5 separate regions of the Mus musculus genome follow, and all the other regions are linked to region 2. The links are chromatin contacts, called in public promoter capture Hi-C maps. All regions are on one chromosome and are shown on one strand. Each heading gives the region's core, a stretch centred on a gene start, on an enhancer-like site or on the middle of the called end of the contact. The rest is flanking DNA. Distances are from core to core; before and after follow the strand shown.

What was found. Promoter capture Hi-C pulls out the DNA fragments that hold promoters and counts their contacts.
Region 1: a promoter capture Hi-C map of liver shows a contact between it and region 2, with 5 times the contacts expected there. The contact joins the promoter of AA465934 here to the promoter of Psmd11 in region 2. A contact is called at or near these places in 5 of 39 promoter capture datasets (cranial neural crest, hippocampal neurons, liver and 1 more) and 2 of 115 datasets of contacts at active chromatin or transcription factors (astrocytes and pro-B cells).
Region 3: a promoter capture Hi-C map of liver shows a contact between it and region 2, with 2.7 times the contacts expected there. The contact joins the promoter of Fndc8 here to the promoter of Psmd11 in region 2. A contact is called at or near these places in 5 of 39 promoter capture datasets (the 3T3-L1 cell line, embryonic stem cells, hippocampal neurons and 1 more).
Region 4: a promoter capture Hi-C map of liver shows a contact between it and region 2, with 3 times the contacts expected there. The contact joins the promoter of Cct6b here to the promoter of Psmd11 in region 2. A contact is called at or near these places in 3 of 39 promoter capture datasets (the 3T3-L1 cell line, liver and stem cell-derived epiblast-like cells) and 1 of 115 datasets of contacts at active chromatin or transcription factors (embryonic stem cells).
Region 5: a promoter capture Hi-C map of liver shows a contact between it and region 2, with 4 times the contacts expected there. The contact joins the promoter of Lig3 here to the promoter of Psmd11 in region 2. A contact is called at or near these places in 3 of 39 promoter capture datasets (embryonic stem cells, liver and pre-B cells).

The regions. Positions count from the first base shown.
Region 1 is chr11:83,290,374-83,293,073 of GRCm38.p6, forward strand. AA465934 (expressed sequence AA465934) reads left to right here and starts at 1,326. Exons shown (of 3, transcript NR_028363.2): 1 at 1,326-1,460; 2 at 1,601-1,724.
Region 2 is chr11:80,427,346-80,430,045 of GRCm38.p6, forward strand. It overlaps Psmd11 (proteasome (prosome, macropain) 26S subunit, non-ATPase, 11), which reads left to right and starts at 1,270. Exons shown (of 14, transcript NM_178616.3): 1 at 1,270-1,410. The coding sequence starts at 1,320.
Region 3 is chr11:82,890,723-82,893,422 of GRCm38.p6, forward strand. It overlaps Fndc8 (fibronectin type III domain containing 8), which reads left to right and starts at 1,423. Exons shown (of 4, transcript NM_030224.1): 1 at 1,423-1,678. The coding sequence starts at 1,473.
Region 4 is chr11:82,763,043-82,765,742 of GRCm38.p6, forward strand. It overlaps Cct6b (chaperonin containing Tcp1, subunit 6b (zeta)), which reads right to left and starts at 1,279. Exons shown (of 14, transcript NM_009839.3): 1 at 1,049-1,279. The coding sequence starts at 1,185. It overlaps Zfp830 (zinc finger protein 830), which reads left to right and starts at 1,303. Exons shown (of 1, transcript NM_025884.4): 1 at 1,303-2,700. The coding sequence starts at 1,330. The coding sequence ends at 2,421.
Region 5 is chr11:82,779,667-82,782,366 of GRCm38.p6, forward strand. It overlaps Lig3 (ligase III, DNA, ATP-dependent), which reads left to right and starts at 1,443. Exons shown (of 20, transcript NM_010716.3): 1 at 1,443-1,610. Gm11423 (predicted gene 11423) reads right to left here and starts at 1,376. Exons shown (of 3, transcript NR_126067.1): 1 at 1,190-1,376; 2 at 469-632; 3 at 1-269.

The sequences.
Region 1 (2,700 bases), core at 76-2,575, 2.9 Mb after region 2:
CCTATTGATCATCACAATCCTTGTTTGTCACCTCTCCATTTCCACTGTCATTATCACTTAACTCTTCTTAGCTCTTGAAATCAGTTTCGGAGTGTTTACACTGTCTCACTCTGAACATGCGTGTACACTGTTTCCTTAAATATTACTCTGATCACTTCATTACTTGGCCTCTGAAATATTCAGTCTCCCTCTACTCTTCAAGTTTGCATCCAACTGGTTTGTGCTCTTAGCAAAGTCTCAGCCTGTCTTCCTAATCTCCTATCACTAACACAGGAGTCCTTAAACTTTGCAGTGACTCAGAATTGTTCCTGGAGTGCTTGAAGTATTCTATTGGGTCAGTTATGGGTCACAATCAATTTGGAGTTTTTACTATTACTTTTTTACACTGGACGACGGACGATTAACAGGTCTTTGCTTGTTTCTAGAGTTCACGGAATTTTGAGAAGCACCCCAACAATGATTTTTAGCTTTGCCAACATTTGGAAAACTAGATTTTTCAGCTAACTCATCTTGAGTTTAATAATTTTCTTGATCTTTCTGTCTCTCTATACTTCTGACTATCCTGGAGCTCCCTATTAGATCAAGGTGGTCTCAAACTAAGATATGCTTCTGCCTCCTCCTAAGTACTGGGTTTAAAGGCGTGCATCACCACGCCAGGGGGGAATCAGGAGATCTTAAGGCTCTTCAGGACCTAAATGAAATGTCTCTTCTCCCAGGAGATCGTCCGTGCTGGCCTTGGCAATTTGATATTTAGCTGCACTTTTCTCAGGGCATCTTTAATTATTTAGAATGCCCAATACCAGGGTTTGATTACCAGCACTCACATGGCAGCTCACAACCATCTGTAACTCCAGTTCCAGAAGATCTGATACCTGTTTCTGATCTCTGCGGGCTCTGTGTTGGCATAGTGCACAGACACGAATGCAGGCAAAACACACATGTATAATCACAAATAGATCATTTTTAAAATCTGTTTTTTTTTTAAAAAGTGTTCAAGATAGGAGTCTCTCTCTTCTCCCCATTCTCCATCGAAGCAATGGTAAAATCACTACGCCTAACAGTCGCCCGGAGTCCCGTGAGTAGAGAATTGTGTAAGAAGAAAACCAGCGTCGCTTTCTGAGCAAAAACCACAGGCCTAAGTCGCGAGACACAGACCCAGACGCCTAGAAAGCCCGGGGAAGCAGCCTCCACCTTTAGGTCAGCTCCACCCCTTGCTTTCACTTCACCTTTCGATTGGCTGCTCTTCATGCAGGCACCGCCTTATAGTTGTCACGTGAAGCTCTGGCTGCCGTGGGATTGGCTTACTGACGCGCGCGGGGCTGTGGGATGCAGGCCCGAAGAGGCGGAGGGGAGAGGACGCGGGAAGCCAGTGTGCCCCGGACGCAGTGTCCTAGCGCTCATCGGGTCATCCTCTGCAGCCCAGATTGTCCCTGTCCAAGACTGCGGAATGAAGAATCCAGGTTGGGAGCCGATTGAAGCCCCGACTCCGTCCTCAGTCCTCTTTCCCTACCAAGGATGGCTTCAGGCTCCCGAAGTTGGCGGGTTTGGACTTTTATCTTTTTTTTTTTTTTTTTTTTTTTTTTTTTTTTTTTGCTTTGAGAACCTGTGTGTAAGTCCTCTCTGGTCAGCAAAGGAATCTGTGCAGAGCGCCATGAATTAGAGGATGGGGGAATGAGTGCTTGAAGATGCCCGAGGTATGGTCCTTATCCGTGTGACATTTGGAGGTAAGATGGCGTTATAAATTGTGCTCATGCATTTCTAATTAAAAGCCATGGGATTAGGCTTACCAAGGTCACTTAATTGAACCCTTTTGTTCCAGGCTGTTAACACGCTTCCCCAGTTCTTTAGGAACTCAGTGAGATGGGGCTGGTGGGAGAGATGGGGGAAAACTCGTGAACTGGCGCATAGTTGGCACACCAGTTGCCATGAGATGAGTGCTGTGAGGCAGAGAACTAGGTACCTGCTGGCATGGCAGGAACTTGGAATCAGGTACCACCATGTCTGTCTGGATCTTTAAGCGGAATCGGTTTCACAAACTTTGCTTCTGTAATTCAAAGGGCAGAGCCTTCCTTTGGGATTAATCGAGATAAGGTTTCCTGTGTAAAGTGGCAGCAGTATGGAGAGGCAGAGCTGACAGCAGGAAGGGTTTCTCTGGGGCAGGGGAACACAAGCTCTAATAGTAGATTTGAGAACTTTAATAGTCTAGGTTGGGTAGTCTGTAAGATTCGTTAGGATTATGTTATTAACTAGTTAAGGGGTAAATGGGTTATTTTGGGGTTTTTATTTTGTTGTTTTTAAAAGATTTATTTATTTCATGTATATGGGTACACTGTCGCTGTCTTCAGACATGCTAGAGGAGGCCCATTACAGATGGTTGTGAGCCACCATGTGGTTGCTAGGAATTGAACTCAGAACCCCTGGAAGAGCAGTCAGTGCTCTTAACCACTGAGCCATCTCTCCAGCCCCTTTATTTTGTTTTAAAGACAGAGTCTGTATAGCTAGCCCACCATGGCCTCAAACTCAGGATTCTTCTGCCCCAGCCTCCCAAAGCAGTAGGATTACAGGTGTAACCACCACTGCCCCTGGCTTGATTTTTGTTGTTTTGGAGGTTGTTTGGTTGTGGTGATGGTCTTTCTGGGAATTGACCTAAGGCCTCATTCATTGTTTTGAAATCCCTTGAATACCACAGTAGTTTGTATA
Region 2 (2,700 bases), core at 20-2,519:
CATGATTGTGAGTACTGACTTCTGCAAGAGTTCCCTTCTCCATGTGCATGCCATGGCATGTGAGTTCCCACAGACAGACAGACATAGAAGTAAAAACTTAAAAACTACAACAACAAATGAATTCAGTATAGTCTCATTAGCTCTCCATCAGATTGAGAAAGAAGGAATGACTTCTTGGGTGAGTGTGTGTGTGTGTGTGTGTGGGGGGGGGGGGATGATCACAGCATTACACCGAAGTTCATGGAATTTCAGAGTTGGGAGAATTTGGAAGCCAGTTTAGTTCACGTGACACAACAAAGTCAGGACTTCTGTTACCAGCATGGTGGGATATTACCCAGATTTCATTAGAAAATGCAAAGGGTGGGAATGTCTTTCCTACCAGGTCTCAGTTCTGTCAGTCACTTTATTCCCTTCAGTTTCCTTAGGTATTAATTAAATATTTTTTCAAAGACTCTTGTTGAGTATTGTTGGACAAATGAAAGGAGACAGGTATAGAGATTGATTAGTCCAGTCATAGAGGAGTATAATGTTGGTTCTACTTAGTTTTTTATACAGCACAGCTATTTAATTTCCAGATTGTCATCAACTTAGAAGGTCTCCCTCTGTATAGGTTTAGCAACATCTTTAGGTTGATCCTTAGTGATAAGAAACATGCTTTTTTCCCCTTTCCCTTGATATCTTCACAGATATCCTATTACAGTTGAAGGAATTGGAGATACGGGAGGAAAATTTTGTTCTATTGTTGAGCTGGAAAGCTGGTATGAGTCAAATGTGAATCTCAAGAACTATTTAGATTGAATGATTGGGTCAAAGATGACTTTCAATCCACAATGTGAAGCTCTGTCCGATGATGGAATGGCTATTTGTGAAAGACAGTGTTCTTTTACATTGGCGATTTCTTCCGTCCTGGAAGGGAGTGTGTGTATGTGTCCTCCCTGCAAAACATCTGAATGAATCTGAACGGTGCTATTCCTGCCACATAATAGGCAATTTGAAAGATCATCTATCGCTATGAGTGACTGGTTACACGGGGATACTATACAAACAGCCAAGCAGCTTTCCTTGAGTACTCAGCCTCTTTTGGAGTGGTGGGGATTAATTTCGGTTTGTCTCTTCAGATGGCCGCGAGATGGCGATGGGGGAGCTCGTTTGTCGCTTGCGGGACGCTCCTGGGCCACCCACGGGGCAGAGAGACTACAACTCCCGGGGTGCTCGGAGAAGGGAGGCGGGGTCTTCTGGTAGGAACGCGAGGGCGGGTCTTCCGGGTGTGTGTTTCCGGCGTCGGCGGCCGCGGCCGGGGACGGTGTGAGAGCGGTAAGATGGCGGCCGCAGCGGTGGTGGAGTTCCAGAGAGCCCAGTCTCTACTCAGCACCGACCGGGAGGCCTCCATCGACATCCTCCACTCCATCGGTAAAGGGCCTGGCGCCGTCCCCGCGGCTCCGCCGTCCCGGCGCGGCCTGTGTGGGTCGGAGGCGGCGGAGAGGGGCCGGGCTAGCCGGCTATGGTGCTGCTGACTCACTGTGTGTGAGGGGGGCCGGGCTGGGGGCGCAGGCCGCTCGGGGACCCCAGGAGCCCCATGGCTTCCAATCGGGCGGGAAGCCCCTAGGCAGCCGGCCCGTCCACCTGCTGCCTGCTGACTCACGGTGGGCGCAGCGCAGCGCAGCGTGGCGAGCGGGCCGGGCCAGGTTCGCTACCCCTCAAGGGTCCCCGATTGTGGCCCGCGCGAGCTGGCCGGGGGCTGAGAGTGGCGGCCCGGGACAGACGGGTCGGAGAGTGTGTTGTTGAGAGGTCCGGGCGACTGCCGCGCAGGACTGACATTTCCCGCCGTTGTTATCAGCACAGGTTGCTCCGGGTGGGAGCGCGAGCGCTTCTCTTGGAGTTTTCTTCCGGGACGCTGGGAGCTGTCGCTTACAGCCAGCCCTCAGCCGCAGCCGCCGGCAGCAGAGGGCCACTTTCTGGGTGTGGGAAGTTGAGGGGTGCCACACGCTTAAGATTGGTATTTGACCGGTGTAGCTTGTGAGCTGAAGTGTCGTCCGAGTGGGACCGCCGGGACAGAGGAGGTGACTCATTTTTCCCAGTAGGGGTTGAAGTTTAGTTCTGAGTTCTGAGAGGCTGTCGTTCAGGGAACTTTTTGGGACCGGCGGGCCGCACATTGCTGGAGAAAAAGAAAAATTTTAATACCATAGCGTGATTGTCTTAAACCGTAGGGCAACAGGAAAGTTGAAGTAGGAACCTCCAGCCGGTCGCTTTCTACTGGGATTCAGGTGTAAATAGAAATAAGTGGTTGATGGCAGAGAAGGCCTTTTAATATTCATTCCTTAAGGGTTCAGTTAGAGAATGAGCTTCCTCCTGTGGTAATGTGAGGTTTTTTTTTTTTTTTTTTTTTTTGGTTTTTTGAGACAGATTTTCTCCATGTAGCCCTGGCTGTCCTGAAACTTACTTTGTAGACCAGGCTGGCCTTGAACTCAGAAATCCGCCTGTCTCTGCCTCCCAAGTGCTGGCGTTAAAGGCGTGTGCCACTATGCCCGCCCGGCGTGAGCTTTCAAATGTAGCCTGGGAGATTCGGATTGGATCAACAAGTTGTTGGTGAATGCAGGTATATGAGGGACTGCCAGGATGTTGATGCTTATGTTGACTTAACTGAGTTGCTGAGTCTTGAATTTCTGTACACAAGACTTGTACCAAGAAAGGACACTGTCA
Region 3 (2,700 bases), core at 173-2,672, 2.5 Mb after region 2:
TGCGACTCGCGCCAGCCACCTGCAAGCACACCTAGAGCTTACATACATGCACAGAGACACAAGCACACACACCGACACACACACACACACACACACACACACACACACACACACACACACACACACACACACACACACACACACACACACACACACATTTTGTGTGTCCAGCGAGTCTTCCAACGAGTCTCTTGTGTATACCAGCCTCTATTTGCAAAGCTAGGGGACACTCACTCTACCTAACTCAATATTTACAGAGTGAAGCATCCCTGACTTCTAGTAGCATTCTTGTTAGGAAGACAATGAAAGTGGATCAATTCAGATCATTACAGATTGTATGATCAAGCTGAGATCCAGCGAAGTTCACAGAGAGTACCTGTGTCCCTATATTTTCCAAATTTATCAAGTTCTATCTTACGTATATAGATGTTTTGCCTGCATGGATGTCTATGCAATCCTGGCATGCCTGGTACCCAAGGCAGCCAGAGAGAGGGTCAGATCCCTTGGACTGGAGTTACAGATGGTTAAGAGCCACCATGTGGGTACTGGTCTTCTGGGAGAGCAGTCAGTGCTCTTAACCACTTAGCCATTTGTCTAGCCCAACATTTTCCAGAGGTTTTAATGGAAGTAGGGAAATGCTTGAGTATATAAAATACTATTTTGATTTTTTTAACCACATCTAGTGGAAGAAATAAAGCAGTTTTACAAAACCCACGAGTGAGGTTCTATTTCTGCCTGTATTTTGTAGTTGAAGGAATTTGGGCTCAGTAAGATTGTTATTCTTTGATTTATACAGATAGGAAGCACAGAACTGAATCTCCAGTCCATATCCAGCTGCAGGGCTCATTTTTAGAAATATCTCCTCATGTTCACCATTGTCTCTCAATCTTTCAAGGTGTTTGGAATCCTGGCCCTGAAACCAGCTACTCTGTGAGCTACAACCCACAGTAAGCTTTCACTGTGCCTGCGTTACTGGCTATGGTGGGATTTGCTGCTTAGATCCCAGGATAGAGAGCCTTAGAAGTATCAGTAGGCAAAGGCCTTCTCTTCAAAGTCTGGTTGGCTCAGGCCAAGTGGTGTTCTCTGTGCCACTAGCCTGCTACCCCTTCCTGGACAGCTCTAAAGAGGCACAGGCAATTAAGCCTTTTGAAGTCCTCAGAAGAGGACCGAGTAGTTGTGACCACAAACGTGACCTAGAGAGGGTCATGTGTGCTGGAAGGGGCCATCAAGTTTCTTTCTTGGCTCAAGCCCACCCCTAACCCAGGCGTTTGGTCTGTCCAGCTGCACAGCAAACTTCCTATCAAGGGGAGGCTGGCCCCCCGATTGTTACACTCTGTGATGATTGTGAAGTCAGAGCACTGCAAACCTTCTCACCCAAATGAAGGGTGAGACCTTTGCCTCAGTTTTTCTCTGCTTCCTGCCAGCTGGTTGTCCTGGAGGGTGGTGGCAACCCTGCGCCCCACCCACACCAGATGGCGACGGTATTCTGTAAAGTGGGGGGTGGAGAGGAGGCTGTACCGAAGAAGGAAGCCCTCAATGTTATCAATGTGATTGACCAACTGCCAAAGCCCTGTCCAAATCCTAAGTTTATTAACCGGTCCATGGCTACCAAAGGCCTCCTGCTCCCGTCAAGACGCAGCTTGGCCAGCTTCTCAGAGGAAGAAAACACCGATGTCATGTAAGACACGATTTGGGGTCCTCATTTCTAAGGCTGGAGAAGCTTTGCAGCCCACTGTGGTGGGTCCTTCAGGGAAGAACATATCAGGAGGTTCCCCATGCACCCGCCCTGAGCCCCACATCAGTTTTGAGAGGATGTGGGTTCCCCATTCTAGCTGACCTTCCTGGACTAGCCAGGGGGTGCTTCCTATTCTGCTTGCCACTCTCTGCTACCCCTGTCTTCTCTCCCTCATTTCTCTCACTTTAATGCCCCACCTGCCTTCCAGCTGAGGTTCACTGGTCTGCTAAGTCAGTCTGAATTTTCTCTGCTTCATACCACAAAACTCTCTGCTTCCTGGTGAGAAATATGACCCAGCATCAAGTTGGGGGATGCAGAGGTGGGAAACATGGTCCCTGCCTCCAAAAAAAATGTCACGCCTGGTGCCAGTGGTGTCAGAGGTGGGGGGCATCAGACAATAAAGGAGATACAGTACAGCCTGGTAAATGCCGTCACAGGGCAGCTTGAGAAACCAAGGGCTTGGGATAGCTTGGGATATGGTGCAAAAAAGGGAGACTTCTTAGAGGAAGATTTCCAGGGAAACGGTGTGCAGGGTGACTACTGAGGAAATAGTACAATCTCATTGAAGTGACCCGTGAGTGGGCCCTGGGCTTAATCTAATGTTCTGTTAGCACTGTCTTGAGCTACTATGTGGATGCTGGGAATTGAACTCTGTCTTCTACAAGAACAGCCAGTGCGTGCTCTTAACCACTGAGTCATCTCTCCAGCCCCAGACATGAAATCTTTTTTTGTTTGTTTGTTTGTTTGTTTTCGAGACAGGGTTTCTCTGTGTAGCCCTGGCTGTCCTGGAACTCACTCTGTAGACCAGGATGGTCTCAAACTCAGAAATCTGCTTGTCTCTGTCTCCCAAGTGCTGGGATTAAAGGTGTGTGCCACCACCGCCCATCGAAATCTTTTATAATTGCTTTTTTTTTTTTTTTTTTTTTTTTGCTGGGCAGTGGTGACACATGCCTTTAGTCCCAGCA
Region 4 (2,700 bases), core at 29-2,528, 2.3 Mb after region 2:
CATACTTGGCCTTTTCCAAACTCTCCTGTTCCATCCACCATTATTCCCACAGTAGGTCTTTCTGTTCCCTTAATGCATTATAATGTTTATTTCTGGTGGATTTACACCACTAGGAGGTCTTGATTCCTGTCACTCATTCTTCTACAACTCTGATCAAACATCCCCTGATATCTGAGAGGATTTTCCTTCAATCATCGGTAATTGGGCCCTTTCCTCTGTAAAATCATTTGCATCTCTATATAATTGACATACCTGTCACTGCCATGTCACTTTAAGGATACCATCTCAAAGGCTAGAGAGATGGCTCAGCAGTTAAAAAGCACTTATTGTTTTTGAAGAGGATCTGAGCTTGGTCTCCAGCACCCATATCAAATGGCTTACAACTGCCTATAACTCGAGTTCTAGGGATCTGTCACCCTCTGACCTCTGGGGGCATCTGCTCACACCTGATGCACATAAACTCAGACAGATGTGCACACGTAAATATAAATCAGGTTTTTAAAGGAAAGGACAGAAACTATCCCATCTGTTTTTCCAGCATCTAGTGTTAAGTGGACTCGTTTACTATAAACGCTACTTTGCTCATTCCTCTCAGGGTGTCTCTTTCCCAAGAGACCTTTTGATCTCCCCTACTCTTCTTTCTTCGTAAAACAATGGTGCTAAATAAACATATGTCCAAATGGATGACTAAACATGAAGAACTGTAGGTGCGGAGAGTCCCAACTGCTGGAAGATAATGGAACTTGAATTTGAACCTATGCCTGCCTAGCTCCAAAGCCAGTACCACTCCACCACGTCAAAACAATACTGCCTGCGGCGGAGCTGCAGCCCAACGTCTGCTGAGCGCGCGCACAAGGCTAACAGTTTCTATTGACGGAGTCTTTTCTTCGGGGAGGCGCTCTCTTCCTCGGCTAGAGAATCCTAAGAGCAGGAGTGAGAGAGAGGAAACCGGGTGTCTAAATGTCGCAGCATTGCTCACAGGTTTTCACTGATCAGCATCAGAATCAGAGTGAGCCGCGACACCCCGCACACTCTAGCGGCATCTCACATTTTTAGCGCGCCCTTAGGACCCAAGGTGGGACGCAGCACATCCTGCAGCCCACGGGCGGCGCAGATGTTCACAGCCAAGGCCGCTTGGCTCCGGGTCACTTCAGCGCCAGGGTTAGCGATTTTGATCGCAGCCATGGTTCAACAGTCCAGCCCCAAACTTGCCGACTCCGAACCCTGGCGCCACGCCCACACTCCTGAGTGTGGGCCAATCGGCGCCATAACAGGAAGTGACGCTATCACGCCTCGGAAGCTAGACTCGCCTGAGTCCTGGGCGCAAACATGGCGTCCTCCACCTCTACTCGGACTCCGGCTGGGAAGCGAGTGGTGAATCAGGAAGAACTGAGGCGCTTGATGAGGGAGAAGCAGCGCCTGAGCACCAACCGGAAGAGGATCGAATCTCCATTCGCCAAGTACAACCGTCTGGGGCAGCTGAGCTGCGCACTGTGTAACACCCCGGTCAAGAGCGAGCTCCTGTGGCAGACCCATGTTCTGGGAAAGCAGCACCGGGAGAGAGTAGCGGAGCTGAAAGGCGCCAAAGGAGCAACCCAGGGCCCGTCGACCGGCACTGTACCTCAGGCCACCAAGAGGAGAGCGACGGATGTGGAGAGCCAAGACGCCAAGAAAGCCAAGGCCTCCGCGGGACCTCAGGTACAGCCCTCCACCTCAGCCTCGTCCGCCAACTTGGATGCCGCTAGGGCGGCCCCCAGTAAACCTGGACTCGGTTTACTGCCTGATTATGACGATGAGGAAGAGGAGGAAGAAGAGGGAGGTGGAGAAGAAAGAAGGGACAGCAGCAAGCATCTTCCGGATGCACAGGGCAAAGAACACTCGCTTGCCTCTCCGAGGGAGACAACAAGCAATGTGCTGCCAAACGATCCGTTTAATACAAATCCTCCCAAGGCCCCCTTAGTTCCTCATTCAGGGTCCATTGAGAAAGCAGAAATACATGAAAAAGTGGTGGAAAGAAGAGAGAACACCGCCGAAGCATTACCAGAAGGGTTCTTCGACGACCCTGAGGTAGATGCAAAGGTCCGGAAGGTGGATGCCCCAAAGGATCAGATGGACAAAGAGTGGGACGAGTTTCAAAAGGCTATGAGGCAAGTCAACACTATCTCTGAAGCGATCGTTGCTGAAGAGGATGAGGAGGGACGGTTGGACCGGCAGATTGGAGAGATTGATGAGCAGATAGAATGTTACCGCCGAGTGGAAAAGCTGCGGAATCGCCAGGATGAAATAAAAAACAAACTTAAAGAGGTTTTGACCATAAAAGAACTTCAGAAAAAGGAAGAGGAGAATGTGGACAGTGACGACGAAGGAGAATTACAGGATTTGCTGTCTCAGGACTGGAGGGTAAAGGGGGCTTTGCTGTAAGGTTTTGAAGACCCAAGCTTTCCATCAGTCCCCGCTGTCCCTTAAAAAGTGCTGTGTCCAAGTTCTTGGGTTCCTCTGACCTTGGATACCCCTAATTGTTGGGATAAAGTAAGCCAGTGAGGAGTAATACTTTGGGGATGGTACTGTGTGCGGTGCTATTTATTATAAAATGTTTGAGGTAAAACCGTTTTTGACATTTTTGAAATTATAACCACAAATTGCCAACTTTTTCATCTTTACAGGTTCAATGTGGTTTTTCAGTTGTAAAATCTAAGTTGT
Region 5 (2,700 bases), core at 193-2,692, 2.4 Mb after region 2:
GAAGTAGATGCAGGCAACATGGCAGCGTCAGATGCCTTTCATCCCAGCACATGGGAGGCACAGGTAGGTGGATTTCTGAGTTTGAGGCCAGCCTGGTCTACAAAGTTTGAGTTCCGGGACAGCCAGGGCTACACAGAGAAACCCGGTCTAAGAAGAGAAAGCCTTTGCAGATACCCACTGCTCCTCACCACAGGCTTTCTGTCTGTGGAGTGCTGAGCTGGAGCCATAACAATGGGAGTTAAGCACGCAGCCCCATCGTTTCTGATGCCCTAGTTCAAAGACAGTAAAACCAAACAGGTGAGTGACAGTAAATATTCTTTAACCGAACACATAAAAAATTGGCCAGCAAATAACTGGAATATATGCACTATTACTATTAATGAGGTATTTTACTCTCTTTGGGGAAGTGTTGGGTACTTGTCAGTGTACAGTGTTCATTTACAGCATCTCTCACTTCAGACTGCTTACATTTCCAGGGCTCAGCAACCGAATATATTGCTTGTGATGAAAGGGTTGGTCAGCACAGGGAAAGTCCATTGGGTTAAGATCAACTCCAGTCAAAATGTTCACGCTTCCTCAACTGGAGCCCTTGAGCCTAAGGCCTTCCGAACTCCAAACCCAGGTTTATCCTGCTGCAAGTTAAGAGAAAACAAAGAGCCTTCACCTCATTTCAAACACCAGGATCTAGCTGGCCTCAGTACAGCAGACACTCAACCTTGAACTCCAGAGAGCCTCCCTCGGCTCATTCTCCAGTTCTGTTAAAGACCTCGTCTATCAGCCCTTCATTTCTATGAACAAATAACTGAGCACCTCACACAGATTCAAGCATACACCTTCCTCTCCATCTCAAGGCCACTTTGATATGGACAACAGCCTTTTAGTGAGTCGGCTTGTCTTAGTCTCTCCCCTGACCAGCTTCAACTATAGTGACCCCTCACAGCGTTCTTTCCCTATGGAAAAAAAGCTAAACTCTTCCTCAGAAATAGAACTTAGTTCCACGATCTGCACTTTATTTACCTAACAAAGCCCAACTGTTTGCCCTTCCCAGACTGAACAAGGCCTGAATACTTTTATTTTTTGAAAAATTAGCCATCTTGAACTCACAGAGCCTATTTGAGGTTTAGAAGCACTAGTTCGCTAAATGACATAAACGGGGCCACAGTCCCTGTTCTTCACATTTTCTAATTACCTTTTTAATTAAAGTAGTGCCTTTTAATTCAGCAAAACTCCTGCGGTGCGGAAGACACAGGTGGAACGACTCGAGCTTCCCATCCCTAGGATCACTGCAATGATTTTTCAACACTACCTTCAATATCTAACAATCTGAGAAACTCTAGGAAGTTCAGGGACGCTGCGCCCCAAGCCGCCACTCCAACCCAACACTCAGTTCAAGATTTCCGGGTAGGAATAGAACAGCGACCCACGTGGCGACCGGAGGGGGCGGGGTCCGAGGGCGCAAGTCGGTTACTGCGCCTGCGCCCTGCCTCCGGCTGGAGTACCCGTATTTAAAGAGACAGGCGGTCTATTCATCGTGCGGGACCCGTGGCCTTGTGGGCGCCTGGTCCGGTGGCTCGTGCGGAGCGTCAGAGCCAGGGCAGCCGAGAAGGCAGGTGAGGGGCGGCGCGGCGCGGAGCGGCGGGCCGCGGTGCGCCGTGTGGGGAGGGCCGGGGCCGAACGCGGCGTGGCTGGAGTGGCCGTGGCTCCTCCCCCGCCCGCCGCTCAGCCTGGGGGCACACCCTCCGTGACGTGGCGCCCCCACGGGAGCCCACGGGAGGCCCGCGGCCCCCGGGACCCTGGGCAGCCACCGGGAAGGGCAGGATGCCAGAGTGGGCATTCTCAGGGGGTCGGGGCCGGGCCGCCGCCGGTCCCTCTCCGCCGCCTTGTTGCGCGGCCGCGGCTCGCCCGCACAGCCTGTGGGCAGAACGGCGTGCTGCTTGCTCTTCGGGCTCCCGGCCTCCTCGCGCCGGTCTCCCCGGGTAGTTATTTGTCGTATCCCGGGATGGGCGATACGACACCCTACCCACCCTACTCTGCGGAAAGTTGAACTCCTACTCGCCCTGAGCTCCTCCTCAGCCCTTGCCGGCCTTCACTCGCCTCTCAGATTCTTAACGGTTAGGGCTTGTGTGACCCCCTGAGTCTGCCAGTTACGGACCTCCCCTCCCCCAAGTCGAACATTGTCAAATACACAAGTTTGGTATACAAACTTCAGAACTCCACGTCCGGCTTGCCCTCGTACTCCTTGTAGTTTTCCTAACCACCCCATGAAGTAGTTCTAATCTTTGGGGGGTTTGTTTTCTTGCTTGTTTTCCTTTTGAGACGGTCTTGACGACGTACCCTGGCTAGACAGAAATTTACTAAGTAAACCAGACTTTCTAGCTTCGAACGCACAGCAATCCTTCTGTCTTTGCCTTCTGATATGATTACAGACGAGAACCACCATAACTAGCTCTTAGTCCTGTTGTAATTGTTGTTGTTTTTTTGTTGTTTTTTAAGATAAAACTGGGGCCGGGTGTGGTAGCACACGCCTTTAATCCCTGCACTCAGAACACTAGCTTGCTCTTCCTAGTGACTTCCAGGACAGCCAGAGCTACATAGAAAAATCTATCTAAAAACAAACAAACAAAAAAACCGAAAAATAAATAATAGAAAATAAACTGAAGTCATGCTTGGTGGTTCATACCTATAATTCTAGGGCTGGAG